Regions from separate parts of the Zea mays genome. Here all the other regions are linked to region 3. A link is a contact called in public Hi-C data. All regions are on one chromosome and are shown on one strand. Each heading gives the region's core, a stretch centred on a gene start, on an enhancer-like site or on the middle of the called end of the contact. The rest is flanking DNA. Distances are from core to core; before and after follow the strand shown. Region 1 holds the start of LOC100282218 (60S ribosomal protein L15). Region 2 holds the start of LOC100383356 (putative transcriptional regulator SLK2). Region 3 holds the start of LOC100191952.

Region 1 (3,708 bases), core at 584-3,083, 190 kb before region 3:
TTTGATTTCATGTTACTAGGATTCAGTGCAGTAGTTTAAGATATATAATGTTTTTTCTATTTTTGAATGATTTTTTAGTACTATTAAACTACATATGTTTCTTATCACCTGGCTATTCTGTATTCGATGACCATCCCAAGAAACTATGCTCAAATTATTACTAGCCAAGCTTTCTGGGTGCAAATATCTTCCCTTTTGAGTTTGATATCTTGTTACTAGAATCCAGTGCAAAGGTTATTTTTCTCTCACCATCATTTTGTTTCTCCGGTGTAATGGTAGAGCAGAAGTGTGGTTTTGCTAATTGTTGAGTTGGCCTTTTTTGTTTCAGCTTCCATATGAAGTCATGACACCTCTTCAAGCAGCAGTTGCCGGTGTTCAAAAGGTATCGTAGTTTAACACACAAGCTATTGTGGTTTGTCAAAAAAAGAATAGTAGCACATCTTGCTGTTATCATACCACTTTTATTTGCTGAAAGGAAAATGTTCCAAATAGAAGGTGAATGTTGAGTTGTAACTCATTTGTATTTTTTCAGTGTTTGGTGGGGAAGTAAAATATTCTTCTGAAAGTGTTGTGGAGTTCCTGTTTCGAATCCTAGTTTGGTAGATACGATACCTCTGCATGTAGGATCTCAGACTTACTATTGCCGCTAATACACATCCTATGCTCGCTGAACTACTACAGAGATGATGGCAGAAAGATCCTACTCTAAGACCAACCTTTGCACAGATTGTGGATACACCGAACTCTATAAACGAGGTGTGCATTCACACAAAGAACTACATGCATTTACCCTTCTTTTGGTTTCATCTTATTCTATATTTTTTCACACGCTATATTGTAGGTGGTTCGGAGTTCTTTGCATCACAAGAGGCATCTAGGTCGATCTCACTCTTCTTCGTATTCATGCCTGCTGCGCAGGATGGCACCATAGCGCTGATGGAGTTGGACGATGTCATCAGGCTCGACTGGGTGTGGATGGGATGAACTCTGCTCGTGTTGAAGGAGAGAGAGAGATCGTGCTTGGCTTGCGTGAGACCATATTCCGGTTCATATTTTTTCATGGGTCATGTTAATTATTATGTCATATTACACAACTTCAGATATTTATGTCTTTGTGAGAGAAGTAACAAAATAGTTTCACTTCATGGCTACTCTCGGATGTGTTCATGCCGCTGCCACTAATTGTATAAGTGTAACATTGTATTTGTTAGCAAACAATTTTTGATGTTAGCAAACAATTTTTGAGACATTAAAGTTGGTGATGATATAAGTGTTATTCGTTTGTATGTAATTGTTGTGCACTAATATTTTGCTGAATATTTTGTGTGCCGTGGCATATACTGACATACCTAGTGACAGCAAGAACAAACGTGAGGAGAAACCTAGGCTTGAGTCTAAGAAATTGTGTTATCACCGAGTCGAATCAGAATTCAAGCCGAAGTGAGTCATACATTTCTGCGCTCGCTTTTAAGGTTAAACATGTTTATTTGTGGATTAATGTCTAGTGTGAAATGTTTCTGCAGCTCCAAATATATGGATTGCAGTGTCGTTTTGAATTCCAAACTAGAGTCGTTTTCCTAGTCCTAGCTACCTTCCAATGTTTACATCCATGTTTTCATGCATATCCGAATCTTCATCTGAAAATGGAAAATGATCAAGCCTGTTTTTATCTGAAGCCCATCTGCTTATGCGAGGAAGCCCAGCTCGCTCGGCCCACTTTTGCAACATCCACCTCGCCTGCTCCAAACCCTAGCCCATCCGACGGCCACGAGACTCCCATCGTTCGGATATAAGTGCCCCTCCAACCGAAAACCTGTCCTTCTCCGCGCACTCCACCCCACTCGCCGCCGCCGCTGCCACCGCCGCTTGCTGCCGCAGCCGCCATGGGTGAGCAAATGTTCTGTGGTCTCTCCGTGCAGGCGAACCTTTGCGCGTCGTCTCTCTCTGATAGTCTGTTCGTCGCGCAGGGGCGTACAAGTACGTGTCGGAACTATGGAGGAGGAAGCAGTCGGACGTGATGCGCTTCGTGCAGCGCGTGCGCTGCTGGGAGTACAGGCAGCAGCCGTCCATCGTCCGCCTCACCAGGCCCACCCGCCCCGACAAGGCCCGTCGTCTCGGCTACAAGGCCAAGCAGGTAGGTCTTCTCGCCTGCCGCTCTGTTCTCTTGCCTGCCGCGAGATAGTGATGTAGAAATAGGTTGGTGGAGGGCTTGCAGCCATTTAGGATTTGATCTGCGCAATCATATCACCGTTTGCTGGTTTGTGTTTATAAGATTTTTACGGCTGTGGGCGACCATTTCTACTGTAATAGATATACGATAGATCGTCGTCAGTTTTTTGTTTGCGAAATGTAGAACTGCTTTTGGTTATCACTCCGACGTACGCCGTCCACTACTACAATACAAGCATGCAGCTGAGCCTATGTTTGGGCATGGTTAAGATTTTTGGATTGGATATTTAATGCTTGAATTTAGATATAAGATATTGTAGCTACTTGTTGTGTTGGAATTATTTGAACACAACTCAAAAGTGAGTTCTTACGATTGCTGCATATGATGGTTCATCACATCTGGACCATAAACTTAATATCGTTTGGTGTGGGTTATTTTGTAGTCATCAGTAATTTTGATATCTGTAGTACACAAAATAAGTCTTCATTGGCCACTAGCTGAGGACATGAGCATAATGTAAATAAATAAATAAACGGTGTTACATTGTATCACCATGTAAAAATCAGCCAACCATATTGTGATTAAGTGGCTTAATTCATGTTAGCCTAGCCTTTTTTTTTCACACCAGGGTCTTGTTACGGGTCTGTTTGGTTCGTGACTAACTGCGTCACACTTTGCCTAAGGTTAGTCGTTCGAATTGGAGAACTAACCTTAGGCAGAAAAGTTTGGCAAAATGTGGCAAGTTAGGCAGCGAACCAAACAGGCCCTTACTCCCACTGTGGCAAACTATTAAGATGTTTTGGCATCTCTAGATTCATAACTTTTACGTCGAATCTAGACATAATATATCCAGATATGCAGCAAAAGTTACCAATCTAAAAGGCCAAAAATGTTTTATAATTTGGAACGAAGGGAGTAATAATTTTTTGGTGTATCTGTGTATGATTTTTGAGAAGACTGTTAGTATGCTATGTTGCCTTGTTTGCTTCATCTTACAATTGCAGTTTGAGTATATATGTCCTGATTTTGTCTGACGTTGTGTTGTGGTAATTCATCTTCAGGGATATGTTGTCTACCGTGTCCGTGTGAAGCGTGGTGGCAGGAAGAGGCCTGTGCCCAAGGGTATTGTCTATGGCAAGCCCAAGCACCAGGGTATCACCCAGCTCAAGTTCCAGAGGAACAAGAGGTCTGTCGCTGAGGAGAGAGCTGGACGTAAGCTTGGTGGACTGAGGGTTCTTAACTCCTACTGGGTGAATGAGGTACATCGGATTGTAACATGAACACTCCTCTTTAAACATACTAGCTTGTTTATATCTGTCAAATTTTTTTTCTAATTGCCTGACATGCCCATATCTCCTATCACAGGATAGTACCTACAAGTACTTCGAGATCATCCTTGTGGACGTTGCCCACAAAGCCATCAAAACCGACCCGAGGATCAACTGGCTATGCAACCCTGTGCACAAGCACCGCGAGCTCCGTGGCCTCACCTCAGCAGGCAAGAAGTACCGTGGCCTGCGGGGCAAGGGCCACACTCA
Region 2 (3,847 bases), core at 965-3,464, 140 kb after region 3:
AAAGGTTTCCATAGTCTCATTATCCTGGGGGCCTGGTGTTTATGGCTGCATCGCAATAAGGCGGTATTTGATGGTGTCAACCCGTCATTAAGCACCATTCAGAGGCTTTTCTTGGATGAGGTGGAGTGTTGGTGTATGGCTGGTGCGAAGCAGCTCGAGAGTCTTGGGCTTCTGGCTGCATTTGCTAGGGGGGCTAGGGCTTTTCCTAGTGCATGAGGCTGCACTGTTTTATTTTCTATTTATTTTTGCCTGTTATGGCTTTGTACTTTGGTCCATTTCGGACCTTTCTCTCTTTCAATATAATGATGCGCAGTTCTCCTGCGTGTTCGAGAAAGAAAAAAAACCACAAGATATATACATAGGAAAGTAGAGTTTGCTGCTAACAACTAACACGAGATCAACAAGTTTCAAAGAAAACTTACAAAAACTAAATTTTTTAATACCAAAATATATCATGAATATAGTTTGGCAGAGTTGACAAAATTAGCTAACCATATCCTTTTGCACCATGTGTTTTGCATATGTCACATCGCCACACGTCCTGCAGTGGATAAAACAGGATTGTATGAAGGGGGTACATATATCCATCACCTTTTGCAAATTTTAAGGAGAAACAAGAAATATTCCCCTTCACATTAACTGTAAATCTGCAACAGCGAAAAGAACTGTCTTTTCTATTTAGCTACTGTAATAAGAAAATCTTTACTACAGAAAGCTATACCTACAAACTCTATTCTGAAGCCACTAAAAGCTACTAAATTAGATCTGATATTCAATGATCAAGCAGAAGTTTAAGAAAATGACAATCAATCTTATTTTGGAATCAAGAAGGAAGTGATGCCAGACAGCAAAAGTGGTGCTGGACATGGAACACAAAACTAAGAAGTCAAGAACAATGCAATTGCATGCAAATTTGCCACTGTGAAGCATACACTGTTAACTAACCTGAGCCGTTTGTGCAGTAGAAACTGAAGCATTCGCTCTCTTTTCGTAAGATGACACACACCATCTTTCTCTTGCTGTTGGTGCAAAATATTCCTCAACAAGCTTCCTCCAATATGTTATGGGATTATTCTACAATGCAGTGTACCAATAAATTGTACTGCACAGGGCTTGCATCTCGTAATCTTATGATCAATGTATAAAACGCAGAAACACAAACGCACCTCCGGACGACGACGCTTGTGATATAAATACTGCATTAGCCTGCGGGAACAAAGGCCATTGTTGACAGGAGTCCTAACAGGTACAGCTATTCCAGGCTGTGCTAGTGATGGCGGAAGCTGAGGCTGATGAGGAATGCCAATTTGAGATGGTTGTGTCTGAGCAAATGATTGCAGCAGCTGCTGCTGCCTCTGCTGCATATGTGCCAGATTATGCTGCTGGATCAAAGCTTGAAGCTGTGGGTTCTGTTGCCCCTGGAGATGAAGAGAACCCTGACCATGGAGCAGACGCTGAATCAGCTGTTGCTGCAGTTCATCTTGCCTAACATCAATTCTTAATTTCTTTGGAGCATGCAATGCACCACCAGCCTCAATAATAGGATGTGATGTTAGACTTGAAGACCTCTGCTTTTGCGCCTGGTCTTGGGGTGGACTTTGCTGCACAATGGAGCCATCAATGACTGAAGAGCCAGAGATGTTATTTGATGAAAATGATATTGGGGACGATGGAGCAGGCATGAAGGAATAAGTATTCATGCTTGTACTTGGCTGCAACTGAGCACCTCCAGAGAATGATGAATTGGCATCTATCATCACCCTGAAGAATCTCCAATAAAGGCAGGGCACATAGCTGGAATTACCAATAAAGATCTTCCAATATTTATGACTAGAACCTGCTGTGAGAATAAATTCATGAAGTCATCTAAGACAAATGCCAGTTACAACGAAAGTTTATCATCAATTTTCTTTCTTGGAGCAATCAGCCCATGTATCAAGCAGGGGTGGAGCCAGCAAAGGGGCATGAGTGTACACATGCATACCAATAATTTTTGCAAAAGTTTCGAAATTAGGAGGCATCGAATAGTCAAAAAGCTTTAGATTAGGGTTTGGGTGTTCAGCTTCGGACAGGAGGAAGGGATGGGAATACCTGGTGCGTGCTCGTCGCCGGTAAAGATACCGACGAAGGTGTCGACACCTGGCGACTGGCGTAGGGCGGCGGCGGCCCAACAGTCGTTGCAGAGAGACAGGGGGGCGATACAGCAGTCGTCGGAGAGCGATATGGTTGCGAAAGAGACGCAGGTGCCGTTTTTTTAAGGCGAAGTATCATGTGCACATGAAGCCATGGTGCACATATAACATCTCAACCTTTAATCTTCGATCAAACGGCTGCCTCTCCCACCTCGGCATTTTATCAGAAAACACCCTCCACCTCCTCTGAAGCTCCCGAATCTTTAACAAAAAAAAAACCCAGGCTCCCTGTACGCCTGTACTGGTTGCCCGCCGTCATCACTTCGTTGTCTGCACGCCTGCTGGCTGCTGTAATAAGCAGGAAACTATGGCAGCAAACAATTGTTGCTATGCCTCCACTTGGATAATGAATTGTTGCAGCACAGCTTATCTTAATGAATGTGACTATGACAGCAAACAATTTCAGAAAAATGTATGATATGATATAGTTGCAGTATCAAAATGTATCAAAACTAATTCATGAATTTTCCATAAAGGATGAGCAAAATAAGAATAACACAGGATAATCGTCTATTGATGTGCCTCCGTAGTTTCATTGTTGGTATTTGTCGGAGAGTAGATCTCCGGCCGGGTGGCGGAGTGCACCCGCCCTAAATCCTGAGATGAGGTGGGGCTTAGACGTTTTGCTTGGACGTTGGTATGAACAGGAAGAACGCAAGAACACACAAGGATTTAGAGTGGTTCGGGCCGCCGGAGCGTAATACCCTACTCCACTATGAGATGTATTGCCCGTGAGCTTGTATGAGCTTGCGAGTCTATGGTGTGATCTAAGATTGCGTGTGTGGGTAACGTCGCATGCCTCCCCTATTATAGCTGAAGGGGGCATGCACAAAGGTACTGGGATCCGACATGTGGGCCCAGGGGCATAAAGAATATAGCGCTTGGAGCCTACTAATGTCTGTTGTCGGGGCAATCCTCTTGCGCCCTGACGCCCGAGATCTGTGTATCCTTGGCGTACAGGGGAAGCTTCTTGTAGAAGGGATGATGGGTACAGCGTGCTGCCTGGCACGGTCGTACTGTTCGCCAGCAGACCCAGCAGGCGCGCCGCTTGCTGGATGACCTTGACACCGCCTGCCAGCGGATGGGACGGGACGCCCTCACGTCAGGTTCGGCCCGATAACTTTTGTCATGGGCCACAAGCAGCGGGTCTCCGCCTGAGCAGGATGTGAAGGGCAAGGCCCAGACACGTGTCAGCACCGGACCCCTGCTCATACCAGGGTTCTTCTCGTTCCGGGACCCTGCTGAGGTTTGGACCTCCCGGGGGCTCCGTACTTATACGTATAGCGGTCCGGTGTCCCTCTGTGGGGGTCCGGACTTACTGAGATGTGTTGTCTCTCCTTGCCACGTGGCACCCTTTGGTCTGCCCATGCGGTGGGGTCAGGCGCCGTTCCCCGCGTGGCTAGAGGACGTCGTATGGGAGCGACGTCTTCATGTTGTAGAAGAGGGTACCTCTAATTTAGGGTACCGACAGTGGCCCCCGGGTCCACCTTAGGGGAGGATGCGAGCCTATAGGTGGGGCCAGAGTCTGATTTGCGGTTGGACCGCTGCTCCTGCCCGCCTGTTGCTGCAATTACTGTCGGCCCGCCTATGGCCATGCCGACTAACGCGCATATTCCCACGACTGACTGGCCCATGACCATCGTACTTAATGGCAC
Region 3 (4,264 bases), core at 315-2,814:
GCCTGCACTGCGGGCCAGACGGCCGGCCCAAGCCCAGCCCGGCTATCGGGCCAGGCCGACCCAGGCACGCTTCTAGTCGGGCCGGGCCAGACCGTCCTTGTGCCGGGACACGAGCCCACTGTCGTGTCGACCTATTTGACATGTATACTCGACATCGACATATTTTACCGTTTATTAAATAGCCATCGAGCATGAGACAACAAGGAAAGCAAATTAAATTTTATTGTTGGTGTTTGAATTCTTTATGAGGAAATGTTATTTTCAGTCCATGAACAGTAACCATTATATCCTAATTAATCCAACAGTGTACGTATCAGTACTATGCTGCTTCTTTTTCTTCACTTTCGGGATGCTCTCCTGCCTATTGCCCTCCTGCCGCCGTCAGTGCCGTGCGTAGCAATTAGAGGCCATGTAAACAATGTGTAACAAAGATCTAGAATTTATAACACAATTAGATGAGTGCTTGTACCTTGCAACAGGAATATATAATTCCCTAATAACTTATGTACAAATGTGTAACTTATATACAAATGTCTATTATACTGTTATGATATGAGAAAAAAGTTTCGTAATTTATTTGTAATCCTAGCTATACATAAATTTTGTTATTTTGATCTAGTTCGGTGTTATGGTCTACACTATTGGCTTAACAAATAGTAGAGATATAAGCAAATCACACTTCCACGCAATAATAAAGTTTCAATGTATGTTTATTGCATCAATTTATACTTATCTTAGTGATCTTAGCGTCTAAGCATAAGCAAGATAAACAATTCCTTAGCTTGTCTAGTATTTTTCTTTTTCACTTAAATAAAAACTTTGTTAATTAGTGTTAAATAGAGATTTGGCGATAGTAGTTTTTGAGGCTCTAAACAGTCGCATATCTAGGCCTGGCGATCGTTCCTGACAGCTTACTCACCGCCTCTGTAGACTGTCTCTAGCATCCGCAACTCCATCAACTTAAGGTTATGACTAGCATATCACTTATATGCTCGTACAAAACAATATTGTATACTGCAATTTGCATTGTCTATAGATTAAAATTTGAAATAAGAGATGCAATACAAGATAGAGGTGTCATAGGAGGTTAGGCGAGTAAGCTTAGATAACTTAAGGCCACATTCCGGCAGCACCTACAACTACAAGTAACCCCCTCCCAAACACGAAGATGTTCTATGATTGAGTATTTTTACAAAAGTTTCAAATTGCGAGAATTTTCCGTGCTTAATGAAATATATAGAAAAATGTTCCATATATTTATTCGCAATGCGCTAAAAATACTGTTGTTTCACTTATTTGAAACCAATGCTTCCAAAGATGGTGTCCATGGAGAATAAGTACCAAATTAGGGCAGTGAGTAAAAGGTGAGAGAAAAAAAAAAGAAACTAAAAAAACGTGGAAAAACTCTCCTATTAGGCCCGTTAACCCGTCACATGCGTACAGGGACAGGGCTACAGACCGGGCCGGCGCGTCTCAAAGAAGGCCCGTTAAAGGCCCAACCACAACCAACGAGGCGGAAATATATACTGCAAAGTAACCCTAAACCCTCCTCCCTTTCTGCTGCCCAGCCGCCGTCCGTCCGCGCTTCACTATCCTTCATTCCCTCCCCTGTCAGCGACGACTGGGTAGGCTACCGCCGCCGCCCTACGCTAGGTGCCCATCTCTTCGCCGGCGAAGAGCGCCCACCAAGTATTCCCTCCCACGCCCTCCTCTCCCCTGTCTGCGTTGCGAAACCGAGTTCCCACACTCTAACCTCAAGCTATTTGGCTGTCTTATGTCTACTAAACCCCTAGCTTCTTCGCGAGGAGATATGGACTTTACTAGATCCGCAACCTGGGCTGGACGATCTGACGCCATGTATGCTGTTTCGACCGTTTCAGGCTCCGGCCAAGGGCGTGATGGCGGCTGTAGGCAGCTTGAAGCCGGGGATGGAGACTCTTCATGTGCAGGACTACAAGGACGCGCCTCCGGCCAAGGCCGCGGTAGAGAGCCTCCAGCCGGCGATGGAGAGTCTGCATGTGCAGGATTACAAGGACGCGCCTCCGGCCAAGGGCGTGGCCGCCGCCGCCGTAGGGAGCTTGCAGCCGGGGGCGGAGAACCTGCAGGTGCAGGACTACAAGGACGGTAACATGTATTATGGTGCTTACCCGGCTTATGCCTATGGAGGTAATGATCTGTTTGGTTCGTTTCTTGAGTGTTTGGTGCTTGAATTTCTATGGACAGTTCGTTCAACGTTCTTTTTTTATAATCTGCAGCCTATGGTGGCTGGGGGGAGTACCCATACCTGAGCCATGATGGAGCACAGACACCAACTGCTGTCAGTGATTCTCCTTTCTTTGTTTGATATGTGTTCAGATAATAGTATCTTTATTTTCGTTTATTGCAACCTGGAGATTGTATTCATTCGAATAATAATTATTCTCATCTTCACCCATACTAAATGTTACTTCTTGATTTCCATGTGCTTTGAGCGTATTTTGATTGGTTGAAAATAAATTCTTTATTCATGTATTGTTCAGGGTACCTATGCTGACATGTACTATGGCTATGCTCCATATGGTGTTGCAACCATGGGGCATGATGGTCAGATTTATGGGTCTCAGAATTACCAGTACCCGTCGACATACACCAAGCAACAGAACTCTACTGCCAAGCTGTCATCCAATGGTATAAGTGAGAAATTGACTCCAGCGCCGCAAACGGATGTATCTACTATTGGTGTGGATGAGGTGAAAGGTTTGAAAAATTCAAATTCGGTGCTGAAGACAGACCGGAACATGCCAGGTTCCAATGGTTCATATGGCCGGTCTAGTGTGCGTTCTGGCAGCTATCAGAACCAGACTAGTTGGTCACACTATCCATATTATAGTAGTGAGATGTTCTCTGACAAGCAGCAAAAGTTCACCGGCAACCACAATTCGACTTCCAACCCTAAAACCAAGGGGCAGTCGAGGAATCAAAACACGAGGCAGTATCCTCATCTCATGGTAGGCTTTTCTGCTCTTAAAGTTTACTAAATTGTTTCTGTTCTGTCCATTCAATATAGAGTTATTGTTGTGCCCTATGCTGACTTCTAGTTTAGTTTAAATGTTTGTTGGCATATTTATTCTTTAGATCTTACTCATGAGCTTCACTGATGCTTGGTAAAGGACCTGATTATTTTTGGGGTGGCAAATTCTCTCTTCATTCCAAAATAACTGCATCGAGGGTGTAGTTATCACTGTAGGGCTGCAGCACCGCCTCCTTTTCCCCGCGCCTTACCGCTTTCGTCGCTTTAGCGACGCCTTAATAACCTTGGTGACTAGACATGAGGATGGGGATGTTACCCTGAATGGGCAACTGGTGGCTAGGAGTCTTTTCGATATTTAGGATTGATGCTACAAAAGGATGGCGACATTGATGAAGATGTTAGGTGTAGAATTTTAGTCGTTTGGTTGAAATGGCTTCATGCTTTTGGCGTCCTCTATGACAAGGCAGTGTCAAAAACACGTAAGTTCTATAGGACTGTTGTCGGTGATGTTATATGGTGTGGACTGTTGGTCGATAAAAAGGAGGTGTGTCCAACAAGCAACAACAGAGTGTAGCAAAGGAGACTTCCTATGGCGCTGGTGCATATACAGGTTTTAGAATGTATCGGTAATGTAAAAAGAGGTTGGGGTTGACCAAAAATGGCTTGGGACAAGGCGGATAAGAGAGATCTTAAGGAGTGAATATCTCCAAGGAATTAGCTAAGGATTGGTGCGTTTGGAGACTAGCAATCAACGTGCTTGAACCATTATCTTTGTCTCTTTTTTCTGTTTACCCTTTCAGTTGTGCTAACATGCTTATTACTTTTGAGTCAGCATGCTAACAATCAACTATGAGCCCTTCATACACCTTTCTTACTATGTTTTTTTTTCATGAAGGGTTTGCAAACACCAACTTCATCAGTGTACTCAGCTAATGGAATTTATGGGTATGATGGGAGCTATGGACCCGGCCTTTGGTATGGATCGCACATGTATAATTCTGGATTATATGGTGGATGGAATTCACTGTATGATGGAAAGTACAGAACCAGAGGAAGAGGTAACAATGGGTATTATGTTTATGGTAATGGAAGCATAGATGGCTTTAATGAGCTGAAAAGAGGGCCAAGAAGTGGTATGTACAAAAACCAGCTGGGGCTTGAAGCTACTACCCAAGCACCAGCAAAAGAGCAGGATCTTTTGTTTGCTAATGGTTCACATCCTGCCATGAAGGATCAGTATAATCAGGCTGACTT

Evidence for each region. A called contact is a pair of places that touch in the nucleus more often than the background predicts.
Region 1: a contact with region 3 is called in a Hi-C map of ear, with 2.3 times the contacts expected there. The contact joins the promoter of LOC100282218 here to the promoter of LOC100191952 in region 3. A contact is called at or near these places in 2 of 25 Hi-C or Micro-C datasets (ear and leaf).
Region 2: a contact with region 3 is called in a Hi-C map of leaf, with 5 times the contacts expected there. The contact joins the promoter of LOC100383356 here to the promoter of LOC100191952 in region 3. A contact is called at or near these places in 2 of 25 Hi-C or Micro-C datasets (both in leaf).

The regions. Positions count from the first base shown.
Region 1 is chr7:8,680,557-8,684,264 of Zm-B73-REFERENCE-NAM-5.0, reverse strand. LOC100282218 (60S ribosomal protein L15) reads left to right here and starts at 1,833. Exons shown (of 4, transcript NM_001155130.2): 1 at 1,833-1,887; 2 at 1,968-2,134; 3 at 3,232-3,429; 4 at 3,536-3,708. The coding sequence starts at 1,884.
Region 2 is chr7:8,352,633-8,356,479 of Zm-B73-REFERENCE-NAM-5.0, reverse strand. LOC100383356 (putative transcriptional regulator SLK2) reads right to left here and starts at 2,214. Exons shown (of 11, transcript NM_001176012.1): 1 at 2,092-2,214; 2 at 1,567-1,837; 3 at 1,167-1,436; 4 at 946-1,074; 5 at 493-541. The coding sequence starts at 1,364.
Region 3 is chr7:8,487,328-8,491,591 of Zm-B73-REFERENCE-NAM-5.0, reverse strand. LOC100191952 reads left to right here and starts at 1,564. Exons shown (of 8, transcript NM_001137376.1): 1 at 1,564-1,689; 2 at 1,881-2,166; 3 at 2,256-2,317; 4 at 2,520-2,987; 5 at 3,906-4,264. The coding sequence starts at 1,899.